Linked DNA regions of Zea mays: regions 1 and 2 are each linked to region 3. The links are chromatin contacts, called in public Hi-C maps. All regions are on one chromosome and are shown on one strand. The core of a region is the stretch at or near the end of the contact, and the rest is flanking DNA. Distances in the headings are between cores, read along the strand shown. Region 1 holds the start of LOC103655544. Region 2 has its middle 16 kb from the start of LOC103655549. Region 3 holds the start of LOC100284799 (acetolactate synthase/ amino acid binding protein).

Region 1 (4,126 bases), core at 1,084-3,583, 180 kb before region 3:
TTTTTATATGAACTCCAAATTTAGTGGTTCAAATTGCAAAATGTTCACAAGATTATTCTCTGTTCAAATAAAATATGACCAACTGTAATCTGTATACCTTAATTTTTCACTTAGAATATAGGATTAATCTTTATGTTAGTTTATTTATTTAATAAAATAAATAAAATGAAAGCCCTAGGAGTTAAAGCATATTTAATTTTGTGAGATTAGTGTTATGCATTTCATGGATTTATTTTTGGTTTAACCTTTAGACCCTAATGTGATAAAAATAATTAGGTATGTAATTATGGATAATATTTAAAGGATAATCAAATTCCTAAATGAGAGTAGTTTATATTATATTTCTAACTTTCCTTTGTTTTAATCACTACTTAACCTTTTTGAGTTATGTCCCAAACATTTAAAGAGTAATCAATTCCCCAATTAGGATTACTCCATTTTCTTTGTAACTTGATATCATTCCCCTACACTTAATGTTGTACCTTTTTGAGTTATGTGTCAATGATTGTAAATGTTTGATGTGCTGTTCATTTATACTTTTCCGAATGTATTGAATGTATGCTCGCTTTACTTAGACAACGAGCTGTCCGAGGTTCCTGAGTGTGTTGTTGGAGACCTCCCTTAGCAACAACCTGGTGAAGGCAAGTGTCCTCAGACCCACTATGTCCTACTATACTTTATAATTCACTGTCCCGCATTACATTACTGAAACTTAAGGATTGAATAGTTTGTATTTCCCTTACCCTTGTTTACCTTTTTGGGTTAATCATGGTTAGCTTATGCTATTGCTTAAACTTAATCAATGAACATGATGTGATCTTTTATGATACGATGATGTTATCCCGATGGGGTCCTTGTGATTACTTTAGGGGGCTCAAGCTCTTTCCTGAGTGCCTCTCCGTAAGGACCTGTTTGGGGAGTGACAACCCGGGATAACAGTGCAACCATGAGGGTGGAATGAGACACACTTAGCTAATTAATTAGAGGAACCAGATGAGTAGTTGGCTTCGCCGTAGGGCCATCAATGGGGTCCGGGCACAGTACTTGCTCTGCCAAGGCTGGTTGCAGAGGTTCTTTGATTTGGTTTTGTTAGTCACCCTTCTTTGGGGAGATGTACTGTGTTTATCAAACTGGAGAAACCTAACGGGCGGCTATGACCTCTGGGAAATCTTTGTAAAGGCTACGTAGTGAGACCCTGCTAGGTCACCTTGGTAGTGATCAATGGGGAGGCTAGAACCCCGGGCAGAATGGGAATCACGGCTTGTGGGTAAAGTGTGCAACCTCTGCATAGTGTTAGAAACTGGTATATCAGCCGTGCTCACGGTTAAGAGCAACATTGGGATTCTCTTCGATTAGAAGAACAATGGTTACTTTTATGATGATGTTTAGCAATGATGGTTATAAATCTGATCTCTGGTATTTTCTCTTATAGGGAGTGCCTCTGGGTAATAACTAGGTTATTACTAAAATTTGGCTATACTTATAGTAATAAAGCTTGACCAACTAAAAGCAACTGCTTAACCTTAACTCCACATACAGCTAGTCCACTTTAGCCAAACGGGACATTTGCTGAGTACGTTGATGTGTACTCACCCTTGCTTTACAAACCACCCCACCCCAGGTTGTTCCCACTGTACTCAGTGCTCAGGAGGTGAAGCTGACAACATGGATGACTTTGAGGAGTTCCAGGACTACAACGAGTTTTAGTTTACTTTAGTGGCAAACCCCCAGTCAGTTGCCTGTGTAGGCTTACATTCTACGTTTCGTTACTCCGCACTTTGATTTAATGTTAAACACTATGGATATGTATTAGACTCTATGGATGTCTCAGACATCTTAATGTAACTAAGTACATTTGCGCTATTTAATTCAAGAATCGTGTGATGATGTCCAATTATGTAATCGTTGTGTACGTGAGTTCTGATCCTGTCACGTACATGGTTCGCATTCGGTTTACCTTCCAAAACCGGGTGTGACATCCTTGACACCTTTCATTGATGGCGGGGTATGAGATCCTCGGCACCTTCCGTTGATGGCGGCGCGGATGACGGGCGGTGTTGCCTGCGCGCTTGGGTTCCGAGGCTGGCTGCCTGGCTCGAATCAAATGTGATATTTCTGGCAGCTACAGGCCTTCGCTTTATGACGGATGAGCCCTGACAGAACCATGCACCAACATTATTGTGGACGCCTACACTACTATCTTAAGAAGTAGGATAGATAGATAACACATACATTAATTATTTTATAAATATATTAAGAAAGTAAAATAAATTTTAGTTTAGGTGTAAGAAAGTATCAAATTTCATATATATCTATTTTAAAATATTAGATTTACAGTTTTGCTAGGCTGGGCCACTCCTTTGGCCATCCTAGGTCTCGTGTACAGTCGTCCCCTCCGCTCCTCGCCTCCTCTCCCGAGTCCCGAACGGCCGATCCCGACGCCGGCTGCGTGGCTCGCCTCAGAGCCCCAGCCGTATCCTGCCACCCTTGTCCATGAGCGCCCGCTATCAGCGCAGCTAGTCCCTCCCTCCGCCCGCTATCTTGAGCGGTGGTGATGGAGTTTACTTTCGAGGATGCAGCGGAACTGTGCGCGCTCGTTTCGAATCAGCAATCCCACGTCGACGAGAAGCGGAGGTCGGTGTGGTTTCTTCTACCGGCGCACCTCCGATCAGAATGCATTTCTGTTTTTGCACCCTGCATCACAAAAGATTCGGGGCCCTCTTAATTTGCAGGTGGCTGGAGTCAATGATCCTCAGACCGGATGGCTGCATCAGGCGCGCGAAGCGACCCAAGTTTTTGCATGAAGTGTAAGCGTGCGCCAAGTTCTGGGATGCGAGTAGTGTTCTAATTCAGGCTTTTTCTTGGTCTCTTTAATAAGTTGTCCGAAGTTTAGTGTTTTATTGAGTCAACCGGGCTGAATTTTTTTTCCATATGACATTGGAATTGATTTTTACAGATTCAGTGCTAAACCCATTTTGGGTGGTAATTTTCTCATGTGTGTTATTGTATCTGATGAATCGTTGTGTTTCTTAAGCACTCCTCGCATTCTAGATGCCATAACATTCATATCAATGCTTATTCATTCTGAAAAGCTGATAATTGTTTTGATAAGGGGTACCATTATGGCATTATGTGTAATGACACCCCTCTTCCTCTGAAATGTTTCCACATCGAACTCTGTTTTCCTAATTTATATTCTCTCTCCCTCCCTCCCTACCCCTCTCTCTCTCTCTCCCCAATCCACCTATCCACAAAAAAGAACAATCAGGATGTATGTAGTGAGTAGTGACTATACTAAGTCTAATTGTTAGTTCTCTGCTTATGCAGGTACTTGCCTGAGTCATATATCAGGAGTGATGACGTAAGTGTTAGTACTTTGGAAAGAACTACATATAGCTTAGTGTTTATTTTGCATTCTTACTAACATCAGTTCATGGCTTATGTACTATGTGCACATATGGTTTCTCCCACTTATTCAAATCCCTCCACCTATGTGTTTAGGTCTTTAAGGTATTAGCGAAATATGTGAAGTAATAAATACTCTATTTTCACTGTATAAGTTTTATTCAAGAATAAGTTAGGTGTGTACTCAAAGGACTTTATTTCAATAATCAGTTAAATACATAATGCTTAAAACTTATGGAAGACATGTTCTAGCGCCAAGTTAGGAACTATTGCACATGGTACTCTAGTGCTATGTCTGATGTTGTTTTGAACATGGTTCAATTTAATTGTATTTCTTCAAAAATGGTTTTGTCATGGCTATATAAATTTTCCTTACCCTGCAATGATCTTATGATCGTTTTGGAACCATTTATCAGTTTCCTGGCTTATACTAGTTAATATAACAGCAATTTCGGTTGCATTATGTCACTTCAAAATATAAAATGTGAATTTAGTGGGGACCATTTTTTCAGAGATCTTGTGATAAAGTGAGAGGTAACATTAAAAGGATTTGGAGTTCAGAGTGCAATGGCTATACCCATCACTTAGTTCTGGAGGGCCTCCAGCTTTTTGACTTCCAGAAGAAGGAAAATGAACCACTTGGACCAGAATATCTTGGTGTCATGCAGGACACAATCAGCAAATTGACCTATGAAACACTTCAGTCAGTGGCTTGTGTTGT
Region 2 (4,192 bases), core at 491-2,990, 190 kb after region 3:
TCGGACCTTCGGCTTCCTGAAGCCTAAGAGACTTTTTTCACGGATCAAGCTCGTTACGAAAAACGATCTAGCACCGCGAAGGGGCTACTGTTGGGACCATGCTTCGTCGCCGAAGGTCCTGCAAAAAGAAACAGCTTCGGCTTCGGCTACTCGTACGTGACGCCGAAGGCACCATTCATGAAGCTTCGGTATTACAACATATCCGAAGATGAAGGGTCGAACCGACTTAAAGATAGAATGACCTTTTAGTCCATAAGGGTCTGAGTCATTGTTGTAAACTTTTATGAAGAGCATGATTATAATTCCTCACAGGCTGTGTCCTGTGCCTATAAATAGTGAACAGTATTCCTTTACTGTTCACGCATTCCTGTAATTGCAAACGCATCATTCGGAAATTATTGTTTGTCAAGGCAAAGGTATAAATGTACTTAACCGTTATATTCAAACATCTTAGATTCATATAATAATATATGTGAACAATATTTTAATGTTTTACATTGTACATTATTTTGTATTATCTTTGTAATTTTAATTACGAAGGTGAAACCTCCGTAGTATTCCGCTCATGGTCTTCGTCCGAAGTTCATTAAATCCTTGGGGAAATAATGCTTCAGCGGACGAAGGGCATTAATATTTAACATTTTATGTTGCCTTGTTCTTAATTCATAGCATTTGAGAGCAAGTCCCCAACAGCGGGTCTCCTCCTGAGCGGGGAGCGCAGGGCAAGGCCTGGACACGTGCCAGCACCGGACCCTTACTCATGCCGGGGTTCTCCCCGTCCCGGGGCCTTGCCGTGGTCCGGACCTTACTCGGAGAGACCTGGGGCCCATTCGAGGGATCTGACATGCCTTCTTGGGAATTCCGGACTGTACGCACAGGGGTCCGGTGTCCCTCTGTGGAGGTTCGGACCCAATGATGCACCCTGGGGTGTATTATCTTTCCTCGCCACGTGGTGCCCTTAGACTTGCCCATATGGTGGGGTCGGGTGCCGTTCTCCGTGTGGCCAGGAGACGTCGTACGTGTACAGCGTCTTCATACTGTAGAAGAGGATACCCCTGATTCAGGGTACCGACATCTCCCCTAACTTGAAATTAAAGGGAAAAAGAAAAAAACAAGCCTCCAACATCTCTCCTAAACCTTTTCCATTATTTCACAACCCCAATTTTTTTCTAATTTATAGCTACAAAGAGGGAATGTTTTGGTTCCCCCAAAAAATTTCTAGCCCGCATCCAACGTCTCCCATTGGCTCATCCAACCTTTTGTCCCACCTCCTTTTGCACCACCCACGCCGCACAACATGCATGCAATATGTTTTAGGTGTACTGTTGGAGGAAACAAAAAAAACACTTTCAATAAGCTTTAGGTTGCTCTCAAAACTACATTTTAGAGGTGATTTTATGGTAGTCTTTTGGAGATGCTCTTAGTGAGCTAGTTCTTACCACCACCGTATATCTATACCATTATATAATCTATCAATTTAAACTTTACAAAATATATCCAAATAAATCACTCCGCACCTATAACTTTCACTAGATCTACCAAACAAATTACACTCAGACTTAACACACTATTAAAAATAACGGTTCAGATCGCTAGATATCTCTATCCCTTAGTTACTCAAATATAATAAATTATATTATTTAGATCATTTTTTCATCTCACCCTCCCTACGACACCGTTGTCCTCTCCACGTCACTTGGCTGCCTCCGCTGTGAACTCCTCCACCCGCGCCATCACGCGAGGGCTTCCTTCCCGAAGAGCCCACTTTATACTGGGCCGGTCTCGGAGGCAATTGGTCTGCAAGAGGTCCTCCACGCAAATAATAATAGTAATGTTTTTTGATTCAAAAAGACAGTAGAGCCGTGACTGCACTGAACAACCATAAGAAGCAGTCGCCATTAGCCGACGTGGACGTGGACGTGGACGTAGGAACCGCGTGTGGCATGGCATCTCCCTTTGTGATCACTCAGCTTGCTTACGTCACGTCTCCTCTTCCAGCAAGCACTCGACGGTCGTCATCGGCTTTAGCGGGACGCCTAGCTGTCCGTTTTTTATTGGCATGACAACCGGAATTTTCAGTAGCTTAGTTTTCTATACTTGCCAAGATTGTATTTTTAGACTCATGTGCTACTAGAGGGAGCGCACAACAGCTGAACAGCATGCTTGTACTTGGCCAGAAGCACGCGCACTCGCGGCTCATCTGACAATTCTTAAAGCAGCTTTTTGTTCGCTTCCGCTTCCGATTAATGCCACGGTTCGACCTACCTGCAACTGTATGTTTAGTGTTTCGTTTGAACTGACTAGTAACGCGCATAGGAAGAAAATTTGTAATATAAATTATAACAATATTATGTCGTGTGGAAGATGTACATATACATCTTATACAATTGTAAAGTGTGTTATAAATCCAAAAGGTACAATTTAAAAATTGGGAAGGTCGTACATGCTAATTAAACGTACCTGTTGTGCCCGGAGTTGAAAATCCTAGGAATCAGCTATGTTGTTGCCAAGCATGAATGACCAACCTACAGAATCGATTAGAAATTAGGTTAATAAACTATTATCAAACTATACGAAAACAAATCTGTAAATGGAAAAATGTAGCATAGCTTGGCATCGCAATGTCGTTTGAGAGGTGTGTGTAGGGACAGGGGCGAGGCTTTTGATGTCGGCGCTCGCGATGTTGCAACTGCTTACAGCGTAGCATTCTATGCATCATACTAATCAAGCTCAGTTTCATGAATAGAATGCTTCTTTGTTCGCTCAACAAAATGTAAGGTCAAGCTCTGGACATGGATCCACCAGCTTCCAGCTCTCCGTTGCCATGGACTCCTAGATCCATTGCAGTATGGAAGTCGCCTTTGTTGACCGTCCGAACAGGCCCTTCCGCTGTTTCATGGAATCCAACATCCTGATCACTGTGCATACAACCAAGAGAAGTGGAGTACTTCAGTTAGCAACTGGAAGTAGCACAAACATTCAGTCGCCAACTTAAAACAGGGGCACACAATGCAAATATCACAGGCAACATGGATTAGACCAATTAGTAAAATGGGAGGAAATAGCATTCAAAGCACATGAAGCATTAGTTAACAGCCTGGCGGGACAGTTAAGATGTAAAAAATGTCGAAGTAAGTTGGCTTTAAGTTGTTGACATTGTAAGCGATATAGGTTGACTGTTCGAGAGTATTGAGAATTATAGGCAACAATAAGCAAGCTAACAATAGAATTATTGATGCATGCAAGCAAACCTTTGTTCAAATATCAAAATATTTGTTCACAGAACCATAACAATAAAATTGCAACATTTACAACAATTGTATTTGCTCTAAAATCACCAATTATTGGTATGAACAGATGAGTTCTTTTGAATCCGTTTGACAGCATAATATCCTTCCTAGATCCGTCATCAAGAATCTACCGGTATAAAGATTGGTAATGTCAGATGTGATACTAAAACGAAAAGGCATTCATATGGAGCATACAGGTACAATCACTCAAATAACTTACTGAAAGATTGTTCACCGGGTAACTTACTGAAAACGATTAATGTCATATAATACATCCCTCAACAAAAACAAAGAGGGGAAATTATTATCTACTTTGGTTGAAGAGCTGAGTATGAACACCCACTATTGTAGTCAAAATTGTTGATGTTGCTTCCACCATTCATGCAAATGTTCTGAATATGCATCACGTCTATTTTCGTTTACAAATTGTTCAACTGATAAAGACGCTGAGTTTAACAATTATGCCCCTTGTTTATGTATGGTGATCTCAAGTTACTTCACCATATCATTCATTGTTGGGCGCCTGGGGAGTCAACAGCAGACTCTTCCACACATTCATAGCCAACCGTATAAATCTTCGTACGACAATTAATTTAGCTAAATCCCATTTTTTGGATCGATTAGGCCCTTCAAGGTATAATATTATTCATCATATTGATTTGTTGTTGTCCTGATTGCCTTTATCCATGGTCTGGCTGGCAGTTATTAGTCATGGTAAAACAACTCCAAATCGTAAGCATGACTCTCCTCGAAGAGCTGTTGCGTCATGTAATATTCAGGACGCAAATAGCCCTAGCAACAATGCAAAAAGAGGATTCAACAAAAGTGTTTCTCGGGTGAACACAAATTACGCCATAGAATATCCAAAATACGTGTAGCACTTGAATTTTTTATTTTACGAC
Region 3 (3,962 bases), core at 200-2,699:
AAGTGCTACTCCCTACGTTCATAGATATATGACGCCTTTGACTTTTTTACAAAACTTTAATCACTCGTCTTATTCAAAATATTTATTCGAAAATGTAAAATTTTAAGTTACACTCAAACATCTTAAGTGATAAAGCAAATCACAACAAAATAAATGATAACTCGTTTTTTAATAAAACGAGTAATTAAAGTTTTGGGGAAAAAAGTCAACGGCGTCGTATATTTGTGAATGGAGGTAGTACCACGTAGTTATAATAATGAAGTCAAAAAAATCTTTAAATGATTAACCAAAGCAACTGTGCTTACGGTAGACGGTACACGTGCACAAACAGAAAGTCATAAACAGAATACACGGCTTACAATAATGATGTGTATTTGAGGTATCCGTATCCCCTACAAGGCTACAAAGCAGTATGTCCCTGACGTTAACATGACTGCCAGGCCGGCAGCGATTCTAGGCGGAAAGAGAAGAGAATATTTCGAAGATGATTATGACCAAATCAGGAAAGAAGAAAAAAGTTGTCCACGTTCTATCTAGCTACACAAAAGATGCTCCACGAAAGTGGAAATGATCCTAACAGAATAAAAAGGATAGAAGATTCAGGAGAGCTGAACTCATGGAACAGAAATCCACTGTACTACTGAATTGTCACCCGGTGCTCCAACCGGGGACATCAAAATCAAGTATGGATTCGCGTGGCTTCGCTAAATTTTGAGAAGGCGGACTCACACTCAGGACGTTGACAAGCTTATTGAGCTGCTCGATGACTTGGTTGAGCACCCTGTCGGTCCCGGAGACGACAATGGTGAAGAGGGCCTTGTCCTTGTTGAGCCCCACGGCGAGCGACTCGATGTTGTAGCCTCTCCTGGCGAACACCCCTGCGATCCGGTTGATCATGCCGCTCTCGTCCCCGACGAACACCGAAATCGTGTGGCGCCGCACCCTGCATTTGACGCCAGAAAACCCGAGCAGCGTCATCAGAAGAAGAAAAAGGAACGGAGAAATCCCGCGCGCCGCGAGAGATTAAGAAACAAGGAGGCCGCATTTCGGCGGGCAAGGTGGGGTGCTTACTTGTCCCTGGCAGCGCCCGCGGGGGCGACAGCCGACACAGCCACGGGGGCCGAAGATGCCTCGCCGCCGGCGCCAGCGGCAGCCGCCGCCGCCACGACGGTGCAGCGGCCGCGATACGGGGGCGAGGCACCGGCTGGCCAGAACGCTACGCGCGGCGCCGCGGATCCCGGGCGCCGCGCCGGGCCCGACGGCGACGGTCGCAGGCGGTGGGAGGAGGCGACGGACATGCCGCTGCCGTGGAGCGCGAAGGTGGCGGGTCTGGTGGTGGGCTGGTGGCAGGGGCAGTGGCACTTGGCACTTTGGCAGTGTGGGCGTCAAGTCGTGCTAGCTCGGTGGCCGGATGGAGGGGTAGGAGTGGTGGGCTGCTTCGCTGGTTGGTGGGCTGGCTATTGTTTAGCCGTAGGGTTTATGCAGGGACCATCAGCCGAAATGACGGGCCTACCCCCGCTGTGCGTAGTCAGTGGCTCAGAGCCCATTCGAGGCCGAGGGGGAGGCTGTCGCTACGCGTGTGATCCGCGCGCAAATCGCCGGGTGGTGTGGACCCTGCTGTCGCGTCGGGCTGCGCCGCTGCGGGCACGCGCGGGACCGCCGCCCAGATCCCGTGACTGCACTGGTATCCCGTTGAAGCTGAGAGCAGGGATTGATTCGGTTCAGGTAAGTATGAAAACGAATTTAGATGTCACTATTTATTAGTATATTTTAAACTGAATGTGAATATAAATACTATAGAATACAAATGCAAAATAGATAATTCAAATTCAGATTTATATTTTAGATAATTATTTGATTTGGAACATAGCATCACAACGAGTATCAATTTATTTTATTGAACATAGTATATAGATACATATTTATTAATATATATATAGTTTATATATTTGGAGTCATGTGCTTTCAATAACTAGAGAAAGCCCTAGTTCAACAGTGTCATCCGGTTTCAGCCGCACCAGGTTCAGGCGGCTATAAAAGCACCCCAAGCCGGTAGGGATTAGGTTTTAGTGGCGGTTCTCTCGGGCAAGCGAGCGGTGGCGATCTCGGGAGCAGCGGCGCCGGTGCCCGAAGCGAGCGACCGGTGGGGTGCTCCCCTAGGATCAAGCGACATTGACGCTCCCGACGCGGGTGGGCAAGCGCCGACGGTGCTCCCGAAGCGGACAAGCGGCGGCGGCGCACGCTAGGCCCGGTGACGACGGTGGTTGCGCGGCGCGGTAGGCTTCGGCAGCAGTGGTGGTGGCCACCGTCGAGCGCCTGGTGCATGGCGAGATGTTGTCATTGATGGAGGCGCTGAGCGAGTGAGGGCCAGGGGCACGACTGTGGTGCTGCAGGGACGTGCTGCTCCGCTTCGCAATCGATAACATCCGCGAGCGACGGTGGATCCCAGAGGCGCGTGTGGCGTCGGCAACTCCCCTAAACGCAAGCGATAACCCTGTTTTTATGATATTTTGTATACATATTTATACCAACGTAAATAGGTTTTTACGATATATATTTTAGTTCATGGCTCTGCTACCTATTGTCTATTTATGATATTTCTATTCACATTTTATGCAAACGATTTATTGATTTTATGCATTATCTCGTTATTTAATCCAGTGTGTATTGGGTTCCTACCATTTACGCCATATGTATAAGATATTTACGCACATTTACGCTATGAATTAGAAATTTAGAAAAGGGTAACTGCTCTAAGAAATGAGGTCATTTGCCACGATTTTCATAAATCTCGTGTATACCAATCCATTTCCTTTCAACGCATATTCTTGTCATCCTAAATTTGTATGCATACAACAGAAAATAGATTTTTTACGCGGTGTACCACACTGCATAAATATTTATACTGTGTAGCATAATTAGTATTAGTATATGTCATAAACTAGTTCCAATGAGTCTAACTGTATGACTGTTGTAGAGATCCTATATTTATAGGGAAATAAAGCATTTAAATCAGATTTTTTGTTTCTATGCATGTCAATCAATTTTCTCTCAACGCACATTCTTGTCATCCTAAATTTATGCACATGCAGCAGGAAACTAATTTTCTATGCAGCGTACCGTATTGCATAAATAATTACACCGTGTAGCATACTTTGTACTAGTATATATATCATAAAATGTTTCTAACGAGTCTAGCTGCATGGCGGTTATAGAGATTCTATATTTATGTACATAATAAAGCATTCAAATAAGATTTGTTGTTTCTATGCATGCCAACCAATTTTCTAAATTTGTACGCATGCAGGGCCCGTGGGGGTGGAGGTAGTCAGGCTAGTCGGGTCAGAGGGGAGGTGTGACCGCATGCACCTTGTTGTTACGTGTGGTCTAGAGGCGGCTGACTTTCTGTAACTATTAGAAGCCGTGAGCTCCCAGTATATATATATATATATATATATATATATATATATATATATATATATATATATATATATATATATATATATATATATATATATATATATATATATATATATATATATATATATATATATATATATATATATATAGTATTTAGAGCCCTGGGCTCTCTCTAACAACAGGAAGCCCCGACCAGACACCGACCAGGTGCTCTGACCGGCGCGCACGCTTTACTGGTTTACTGTAATACACTGTTACGTCAATTATATATACGCGTTATGCTCCTTTTTGTTACCGTTTACACTCTTTTGGTGTGCGCACGTCTCGCGGCATCCGGGCCCACGAAAAGATCGTGTTCCCGCAATCTGGGCAGTTTACGTAATCCGGGCCCACGAATCAAGGAACTGAGCCGTCGTTTTCTCAGCTCAGCTCTCCCGTAACTATCGCTCCCGCCGAACCCTAGCCAAATCCGCCGCCGTATGCTGCTTCTCCTCGGCGCCCGGCGAACCCTAGACTAACCGCCGCCGTCGCATTAAGATTCT

Evidence for each region. A called contact is a pair of places that touch in the nucleus more often than the background predicts.
Region 1: a contact with region 3 is called in a Hi-C map of endosperm, with 2.9 times the contacts expected there. The contact joins the promoter of LOC103655544 here to the promoter of LOC100284799 in region 3. A contact is called at or near these places in 6 of 25 Hi-C or Micro-C datasets (ear, endosperm, leaf and 1 more).
Region 2: a Hi-C map of tassel shows a contact between it and region 3, with 2.9 times the contacts expected there. The contact joins the enhancer-like site here to the promoter of LOC100284799 in region 3. A contact is called at or near these places in 2 of 25 Hi-C or Micro-C datasets (ear and tassel).

Annotation. Positions count from the first base shown.
Region 1 is chr4:140,059,518-140,063,643 of Zm-B73-REFERENCE-NAM-5.0, forward strand. It overlaps LOC103655544, which reads left to right and starts at 2,334. Exons shown (of 8, transcript XR_002269158.2): 1 at 2,334-2,634; 2 at 2,733-2,807; 3 at 3,328-3,361; 4 at 3,900-4,126.
Region 2 is chr4:140,428,526-140,432,717 of Zm-B73-REFERENCE-NAM-5.0, forward strand. No RefSeq gene overlaps it. Among protein-coding and RNA genes, the nearest start is that of LOC103655549, 16 kb to the left of the region's middle. Within about 2 kb of position 1,741, at least 16 of the 20 cell types and tissues checked have an H3K27ac peak or open chromatin away from gene starts, as enhancers often do. A contact at or near this core is called in ear and tassel, where this site is marked.
Region 3 is chr4:140,236,483-140,240,444 of Zm-B73-REFERENCE-NAM-5.0, forward strand. LOC100284799 (acetolactate synthase/ amino acid binding protein) reads right to left here and starts at 1,450. Exons shown (of 13, transcript NR_182111.1): 1 at 1,072-1,450; 2 at 730-943.